Linked DNA regions of Drosophila melanogaster: all the other regions are linked to region 1. Evidence: chromatin contacts called from public Hi-C data. All regions are on one chromosome and are shown on one strand. The core of a region is the stretch at or near the end of the contact, and the rest is flanking DNA. Distances in the headings are between cores, read along the strand shown. Region 1 holds the start of Nab2 (Nuclear polyadenosine RNA-binding 2). Region 2 holds the start of SMC1 (Structural maintenance of chromosomes 1). Region 3 holds the start of REPTOR (Repressed by TOR).

Region 1 (3,003 bases), core at 242-2,741:
AGCCTCCGGACTAGGCGAACGACGCTGGCGCTGATTACGGTTAGTGTCCCTAGAGGTATCGCGGCTGGAGCGTCGTTCTCGGGTGCGCTCTCTTTGACTGCGCTCTTTGGTGGCCTCGGGTTCGCTCCGTCGCCGATGGGTCGGCACATAGAGCTCCTTTTGGTTGCGCTGCGAACGATCTGCCGGCGTTTGGGCCTTTGAACCGAGACGGTCATGCACCGATCGCCTTTCAGACCGGTCTTCCTTGGCCTTGTCAGCCGAAGAATCTTTTTTGGGGCTCTTCTCCTCCGCCTCCTCCTGGCGGGAATCGATCTCCGGTTCAGCCTCTGGACGCTTTTCGGGTGTCTTCTCGCGTCTGTTAAAAATAATGGGGCTCTTAGCTTTTCGTGGTGGAGCCTCCAATTTCGGGGGATCCTCTTCTGGCTCCTGGTCTACAGACTCCTCCCTCGCGCTCAAGTTCAACAGATCCTCATCATATTCATCGCTTTCATCCCCGATCTCGCCAATCTGGCGTAAATGCTTCTTGGCTGCATGAATTTTCTTTTGGATTTCGGCCAGCTCAGCGAGGTCTTTTTGCCGGTTAACACCGATAGTAGTTGAGATGATCTCAGACACAGCGGGCACATCCAGCGCCCTATTGGCCGATGCATCCTCATCCTCGATGGACTTGCGATTTTTCTTTTTGTGCAGGATCTCGTCTTTGGCACTGAGATCAATGTCCATGGTTTTCTTTGCCTTCTCGAGAAGCTCTTCGGCAAAAACATCCGTGATGGAACTGACAATTGGCATGGCATCTGAGGAACTTGGCTGTGGTTCCGACAGCTCATCTCCGGACTTTCGGTGCGGTCGCTTATCCTTCTTGGATCCTTTTTTGTCCTTCTCCTGACCGCGAGACTTGCGCTTCTTGCTGGAAGCTGAAAAAATTGGAGTTAGTGGGTGCTTAAGTATGATGAGCATATCCATCATACCACTGGATGTGGGGAGTGTGACCTCTTGGAGCTTTTGCAGCACTTCGTGCAGCCAGGTGACAAAGAGGTCAGTTTGATCGCCTAGGAATAGATTCAGCTCGGCGTTCATCTGCTGTTTGGTGCGCTTGTTGGCCACCATGACCATGACGTAGTCCGGCAATTCATCGTCTATAAAACCGGCCGATCCTCCGGTTCCCAGCTCCAGCAGCTTTGCCTTTACGGCGCTCTATTAATGAAGTGCAAAAATATATATAGTATTGGAGTATCCAATCCGAGCGGTATCCATAACGAGTTCATTGATTTTTTTCCAATGACTTACGCGCATCTTCTGACCAATCTCGCTGCCCAGATTGCACTCCATGTTTGCTGGTTTATCTATCGCCTTTTTCGCTGTTTATTCGCCGCGAGCATTTATTATTTACGCTTACTTTGTGGCTACACTCCACTTTTTGTTACATTAGAAAATGGCAAAACCTCCCAAAAAAAAAAAATATCGCAGCTGCTCCGATATTCATAACTAGTGGTGTGCGTTTGACATTAAGGGTATTCACGTTTAATTCACACGTTTTATAATGTATATATCGATTTTCTATAAACATAGCTTTAAAATAATAAATAGTTACAGAAATTTCATTTGAAATTAAAATGGCAAATTAAAAACTTCTGAAATTTAAAAATGCTCCTGGCCATGGCCATGAACTGAAGTGCAACATAACTTCAAAATAATCAACACCAATGGGACAATTTAAAAATATAAAAAGATTTCACTTGTTATTCATTAAATCATAAGTCTAGTTATCAAGAATTTGTGTAGTAGCTATTAAATTACATTCGAAAATTAAAAGCGAATAATTGCAAACAGTTTATTTAATCACATAGCTAAATATAAATTTCATAATAAGCTTAAATTCCAAACCAATGGCTACGAATATGTTTGACTGAGAATTAAAATTCTCAATTTGAAGTAAATATCTTAGATTGTAGAATCCTGCGAAGCATTTCAGTGCATCATCTCAAATTCAAATACGAAAATTGGCTCCTTCGGCTAAGACTCGATACCCATCTTGTGAGCCCCGCCACCAACTATCGATACGCAAAGGCATTTCATTCGGTGGGAATGGCAATCGAGTGTCACACGGGAAGAAGAAGCTGCGAAAAGAATTTTAGAAGAAAGCAACTGCAATTTTGTCATAATCGGAGCTGCAATTCGCAATGAATAATGGAAACTAGACAACCCAGTTCCGGTGATGATCTAAAGCCAGGTGCGTACCGCCCGGTGGCGCAGCGAGTGCGTCCAACGGGGCTACCAAAGGCAGCCCCTTTGACTTTGTGAAATGTGTGTCTGTGTTTCGCTCGCCCTTCGAATCGAATGGCTGCGTTTTTTCGACTGCGTTTCGCCAAGCGAAATTCACGGGCCCCTTTGGCCAGATATATCTGGAATATTGACGACTCCCAGCGAGCGCATTTTCGACAACTTGTTGCACTAAAACCCGTGAAATCCTCTATCTTGCAGAGCTGTACTTCCTCATTTCCAAGTTCCTGGCCGCGGGACCGCTGGAGGAGACGGCGAAGGTGGGTTGAAAGCAGCGCTCGCGCGAGATCGCATTGGAATCGTATTTCGCGCTAAAAGAGCGGAATTTCGTTTTGTTTACAAACATTTACATTAATTCTGAAACTAAATTCTATCCAACTGTAGGTCTTGATCCGGGAACTCGAAGAGAAGAAGGTGAGTTTTGTTGGTGCTGCAGCTGTGTTTTTGGCACAGATATTTCGGACTCGAATTGAGAGGGGGGCCAAAAAAAAAATAGAAAACCGCGTTTGTTTATACGCTTTGTTTTGGTTTTGTTGTTGTTTCTGCTGCCGGCAGCGAACGACGAAAAACCCACTTGTACGTCCGCTTGTCTCAGAGTTGGGAATCAGACTGAATTGTGGATTTGCTGGGGCCACGTGAATATATAGTCCATTAAAAAAAGAAGAGAAAAACATGAAAAAAGAAATGGAATCATAGGGATGCCCCCGCGACGTCATCGTCGAC
Region 2 (3,003 bases), core at 370-2,869, 260 kb before region 1:
TAGGCCGGCACTGTGATGACAGCGTCCTTCACTGTAGTGCCCAGGTAGGCTTCTGCAGTCTCCTTCATTTTGGTGAGTACCATCGAGCTAATCTCCTCGGGAGAGAAGCACTTATTCGCGCCCTTGAACTCCACGCTTATCTTTGGTTTGCCGTTGTCGTTGATCACTTTGAACGGCCAGTGCTTAATGTCCTCCTGGATCTTGGAATCGTCGAAACGACGCCCAATCAGGCGTTTGGCATCGAACACAGAGTTCTTGGGGTTCATGGCCACCTGGTTCTTGGCGGCATCTCCAATAAGGCGTTCCGAGTCGGTGAAGGCCACGTACGATGGTGTGGTACGGTTACCCTGGTCGTTGGCAATGATCTCCACTTTTCCGTACTGGAAGACTCCCACGCAGGAGTATGTGGTGCCCAAATCGATTCCAATGGCTGGCATCTTGGCTATTTCTGTTGCTTTTTAGTTTGAACTTGGGTGCGTTTTCTTGTGGATAGTTTTCAATAATTTGTATGCTTCTTTGCGTTTTGCTTTTCTATTTTTTCACTTGGTAAAGACGTTTCAGTTTTCAACTGTCACTCTGAACTGCTTTTTATTTTTCGTTTGCTGAAGTGTTTTCACTTTGGCTGTTTGATTTCAAATGTAGCGTCTGGGAAATTTGCGCCCGTATTTATACTCAGTCGCCGGGAGGGGAAAATTCGAGATTTCCCTGCGAGAAAGGGTCAGAACATTCCAGTCAGTTCGTGTGTGTGCGAGCGAGTCAACTAGTGTGCACTTCGCAGGGGAAATTGTCAGTTGAAAGGACTGAAAGTTCAGGAAATTTCGAGAAATATATTTTTTTTATTGACATAGGTCATCATTCCAAGTGGTCATTAAACTAAATTCGTATGCAAGCTATTTTTGGCTGATTTGCGGATTGATACGTTAAGCCATTCATATTTTTAGATTCTGTTTTTGGTTTATATCTCTTTTATTATATGTGCAATACATATGTGTGTATTTTTCTTCTGATTGGAATATTTCCTCTGCAGAATATGACATACAATTACCTTAAAAGTTGAACACACTTTTCAAAACTTAATTATTCCAATTAATTATTTCCAAAAATTTAAAGAATCGTACTGCTCTATATCCAGGATACATAAATATATAGATACATATATAGGATGTACATAGATAGGATGTATATAGAATACTTCGTAGATCGATACAATCTTTAATGTGTTTATAAATAGGGAATTTTAAGATGCAAGAGCAAATGAAAAAAATCTCAGCTTGCATTATGAATATACATATGAAAATGTATAGATAATTGTACATATTAATATATATATAGTTCTGATTTCCATGACCTTTTGAAGGGTATTATGAAAAGATCCTGAAATGAAGAACAAGCCATTGGAAAATCTACAGTGATGATTGTTTTAAACCGAAAATGCCTTCGGTTCGCATAAGCCCAAGATTATAAATTATTCATTAGTTTTAAAATGTTTTTGTTTACAAATTGTATTTTGTAAACAAAGACGACCGATAGTAATCGATAGTGGTTAATTTGAAATGAAAATTGTACTATCGCTGATGTATCCCATCGATAGTTTGTTTTCTACGCCTTGCCATCTCTAGCGTCTGATATTGATGGCGTTAGCCGGATACGGTCATACTGTCATAAGAGAAAAAAAATTATTTCGCGCTCATATTGTTATTTTTCTTGGATATTTGTTGCAATCGAGCGTGTGAATGACCGAAGAGGACGACGATGTGGCCCAAAGGGTGGCGACGGCGCCCGTCCGCAAGCCGGACGACGAGACGGCCTTCCTGGAGTACATCGAAATGGAGAACTTCAAGTCCTACCGCGGTCACATAGTTGTGGGTCCTCTGAAGCAATTCAACGCTGTTATTGGGCCCAACGGATCAGGCAAGTCAAACTTCATGGATGCCATCAGTTTCGTGATGGGCGAGAAGACCAGCAGTTTGCGAGTAAAGCGCCTGAACGACCTCATCCATGGCTCCTCCATTGGCAAGCCCGTTTCCCGCAGTTGCTACGTGACCGCCAAATTTGTGCTGAACGAGGAGCGCCACATGGACTTCCAGAGGGCGGTTATCGGCGGCTCCTCGGAATATCGTATCAATGGAGAGGTTCGTATTGACAACCAATCCTCTTATTAGCCAATTAATCATATCCCCCATTTAGAGCGTATCGAGCAGCACGTACTTGAACAAGCTGGAGAAAATTGGCATCAATGTTAAGGCCAAGAACTTTTTAGTATTCCAGGGAGCTGTTGAGAACATAGCCATGAAGACACCCAAGGAACGCACTGCTCTATTTGAGGAAATTAGCGGGTAAATTTTAATTTTTTACCTAAAATCCGGATTTTTTGACCCGTGTTCACTTTTCCAGTTCTGGCCTGCTTAAGGACGACTATAATCGACTTAAACAAGAAATGATTGTTGCCGAGGAGGAGACCCAGTTTACTTACCAAAAGAAGAAGGGCATCGCGGCGGAAAGAAAAGAAGCCAAGCACGAGAAGATGGAAGCTGATCGCTACACTCGCCTGCAAAATGAATACGTATGACTCTTTATTCTGCCAACTCTATCCAATTAGCTACATCTTTTTATTCTAATAGAATGAAAAACAAGTGGAGTATCAATTATTTAGGCTATTCCACGTGGAGAGGGACATCCGGAAGTTTACGAGCGATTTGGAAGTGAGGCAACAGGAAGTTAAAGCAGTCGAACAGCGAAAAGAAGCTGCCGATGAAATCCTGCGCGAAAAGAAGAAAGACGCCGGAAAAATCACCCGAGACCTGGCCAAAATCGATCAGGAAATCAGAGAGTTTGAAACCCAGATGAACAAACGCAGGCCCCTTTACATCAAGGCCAAAGAGAAAGTTACCCACTGCAAGAAGAAGCTCATTTCCCTACAGAAGACTCTGGAAACAGCCAGGGAGGCGGACAATGCCCATCAGTCGGACATACGGAAACTGGAGAAGCAGCTGGCTGATGTGG
Region 3 (3,003 bases), core at 367-2,866, 260 kb after region 1:
TTAAGAGGGCCATGTGTCGAAGAAGGCCAAGCACTGATCTTAGCCTGTCTGATGCAAAGAACATTCAAAAACACAAAGTGCCCAAGAAAAGTTGAAGAAAGTTTTCATGCTCAAAAGCAAAATAGGCAAACTTTCAGAAACAGATATTTGATATTTTTACCCTTATCTTAGGGAAATAAAGAATTAGCATCTTTGCGATGTCCATTGCGTGTAATATCTGCCGTTAACAACAAATAACTAAAAACTAGTTAAACTTATAAAGAACTGTTTTTCATGCATTTAAAATGAGTAAACTTGAAGTTTAAAAAACTCAATTAGTCAATACCTTTTAAAAAAATCAAAGTCTATAGCATAATTTAAAACCACCTTCACTTTATGCATTTTTAAGAACAAAGGAGTATAATATGTATGAAAAGTGCACAATTACAACATTAAAGAGAATATCAAACAAATAAATTTACTGCATTATTTATTTATTTATCAAAGGCGCATAATTGATCAAATTAGCACTTGATTGCTAAAAGGAAATAGAAACTGAAAATTATGGATTTACATACACTAACGCAAATTAAATTTACGATTGTGTAAATTGGCTAAATCTTCATTTGCACACAAAGTAACATCCAAACGAACGGCTCTTTGTTAGAGTGCAAAAATAATAATCTAACGAAGTGCAATTAATTCAAAATGAAGCGAAATAAAAGCAGACCACGAAATGGCACACAAGGAATCGAAAAGAAGAACGTAGAGGGGCAGGGGAGAGAGAGGGGGAGTAAATAGCAGTGTCATGAATGAATGCGATGTGCGGAAGTGTGTATGTGTGTCAACGGGAAAGAGATAGAACGAAAGCTGATTGCGGTATTTGCATCCCGCCGCGAGCGAGCGAGATGGAAGCTGCAGCGAGCGACAGGCGCGTGCATGCGCCAAATGCCTGATTGGAATGGTACGTACACATTTCAACATTTCCACACGTTTCTGCAGCTGAAAAGCTTTTGGCGCCAATTTTGCGCCAAGCAAATTGCAGTGCAGCAGCACCAGCAGCAACAACAAAATCACAACAATCAGCCGCAGCAGCAGCAGCTACAAGCCAACAAACAAACAAACTGGTTTTTCATCGGCTGACCGACAATTGCGGCTGAAGGCGAAGGGCAGGCAAAGCAGCTGAAAAAAAAAGGAAAACCACCGAAATCCCAATCCACAAATGCACAAACCAACACGACTGTGGTGTTTTTGTTGTGGTTAAGAGAGTTTTATGCTAATTATTGGGGGCGGGGCAACAAACACACACCACTGGCGTCCCACTCGATACACATATACAGTTGCTTACGCTTTGTTCGCTGTAACGAAAGCAGCAACAAAGCAACCAAAAGCAGAACCATTTACATACACACACACACATCGATACTCTATTGCTTACAAAGCAAAAATCTTAGAATGCTTCTATTTAGCAGATGATGTCACTTACCTATTCTGGTTTTGAAGCCAAAATGTGCGGCACACTTTAAACTTGATAATTACAATGGGTTTTCCCCAGTTACACGGTTTATTCCGTGGTTTTGAAACGATTTTTTGGGAGCGACGAGCAGGTCGCAGGTGTAGATGAAGACTATTTACCATTCGCTTTTGCTCCGCTATTCTACACACAGGGTTGCATTGCGCTGGCGACCAGTGTTGCAGGTGGCACGTCGATTTGGCGGGAAAGTGGCGGGCATTTCGAAAATCAAATTTTTGTAAATAAATATTAAATATTATATTACCTATTTACATTCTTTATTTTCCAAAATAATTCAATAAAACAAAGAAAACGATCAATGTAATTGCTCTTTTCTTTTTTACAGGCAGTGCCTACATCTTTATTGCAACACGAAAGCAAACAACGCTTGCAACATTCACATATCCTCCACGCTGTACTTGTAGGCCTCATCCTGCACGGCCCGCCGTTCGTTCTGTTTGTCGAACCAACGCTGCTCGTAGCCGTTGGATCGATCGACGCCATCCCAGCGATATCCTGGTCGGATGCCAAATCGGTTCTCCGGAAAGCTGCCCTCGTACTTGGGCATCACCGGCTTGTTGTCCTGCTGGTCGCGTTTCTTGCGCTTCTGGCGCATGTACTCCAGCATCGGGTCGTCGGCGTGCTCCTGTTCGCGCAGATGCCTGTCCAGATCCTCGTCGTTGGCATAGCGAGCCACCGGTTTGGAGGCCTCATGGACCATCTCCTCCAGGCGGGACTTGTGATCTTCTATTTGCTTCAACCCCTTGCCCCAGCGATCGTACAGTTCCTTCTTCTTTTTCTCGTGCTCCTCTTTGCGGCCCTGCTCGGCGGGATCCTCATTGGCGGCATCTCGTGCTCGGTGTCCCTTTCTGCGAGTACTGCGCACCTGCACATCGCCATCACGACCGGAAATTTCGCTGGACATTTTCTCGAATAGTTCATGTTCTTGTCGACGCCTTTCGTCGGTTTCCTTCTTCAGCGATTTCGCATCCTGCAGTCCAGCTTTCTTGCCATCTAGTGTCTTGGTGGATTTCGGCTTGTGTGTCGGAGGTGGAGATGCTGATTTGCTGGGCGATGCCTTGGCCCAGCGACTTTTCCTTTCTTCCTTGAAGCGATTACGAGGCGGTGGACTGCGCTCTCGACTTCTGTGATTTCTGGCCGGGCTTTGGTCGGAGTCGTGACGTCTGCGTGGTGATTTGTCTCGTTTTCTGGTTGGACTTTGGTCGAAGTCTCGTTTTCTTCGCGGTGGCGATTGATCTACATCCTTGGGTCTTCTTGGCGGGCTTTGATCGGAGTTTCTTCTCCTCCTTGGCGGCGTTTGCTTGTCATCTCTGCGTCTTCGGGGCGGGCTTTGATCTGAATCCCGCCTCCTTCGCACTGGAGACTGGTCATTGTCTCTCCGTTTCCTAGGCGGACTTTGGTCGGAGTCTTTCCTTTCCCTTCGCACCGGAGATTGATCGTCTGCTTTACGCCTTCGAGGTGGGCTTTGATCGGAATCTTTCCTCCTTCTG

What was found. Hi-C and Micro-C count contacts between places; a contact is called where the count stands out from the background.
Region 2: a contact with region 1 is called in a Hi-C map of the Kc167 cell line, with 2.4 times the contacts expected there. A contact is called at or near these places in 5 of 107 Hi-C or Micro-C datasets (the Kc167 cell line, the ML-DmBG3-c2 cell line, cellular blastoderm embryo and 2 more).
Region 3: a contact with region 1 is called in a Hi-C map of the Kc167 cell line, with 1.9 times the contacts expected there. A contact is called at or near these places in 3 of 107 Hi-C or Micro-C datasets (the Kc167 cell line, the S2 cell line and eye imaginal disc).

The regions. Positions count from the first base shown.
Region 1 is chr3R:24,316,928-24,319,930 of dm6, forward strand. Nab2 (Nuclear polyadenosine RNA-binding 2) reads right to left here and starts at 1,492. Exons shown (of 5, transcript NM_142986.4): 1 at 1,288-1,492; 2 at 969-1,194; 3 at 1-914. The coding sequence starts at 1,329. BRWD3 reads left to right here and starts at 2,073. Exons shown (of 15, transcript NM_170139.3): 1 at 2,073-2,230; 2 at 2,482-2,540; 3 at 2,665-2,694. The coding sequence starts at 2,188. It also overlaps asRNA:CR46093.
Region 2 is chr3R:24,056,668-24,059,670 of dm6, forward strand. It overlaps SMC1 (Structural maintenance of chromosomes 1), which reads left to right and starts at 1,620. Exons shown (of 11, transcript NM_142954.4): 1 at 1,620-2,132; 2 at 2,188-2,336; 3 at 2,395-2,563; 4 at 2,622-3,003. The coding sequence starts at 1,734. It overlaps Hsp68 (Heat shock protein 68), which reads right to left and starts at 643. Exons shown (of 1, transcript NM_079750.4): 1 at 1-643. The coding sequence starts at 437.
Region 3 is chr3R:24,581,248-24,584,250 of dm6, forward strand. It overlaps REPTOR (Repressed by TOR), which reads right to left and starts at 1,617. Exons shown (of 5, transcript NM_170151.2): 1 at 1,466-1,617. CG13625 reads right to left here. Exons shown (of 1, transcript NM_143015.4): 1 at 1,820-3,003. The coding sequence ends at 1,890.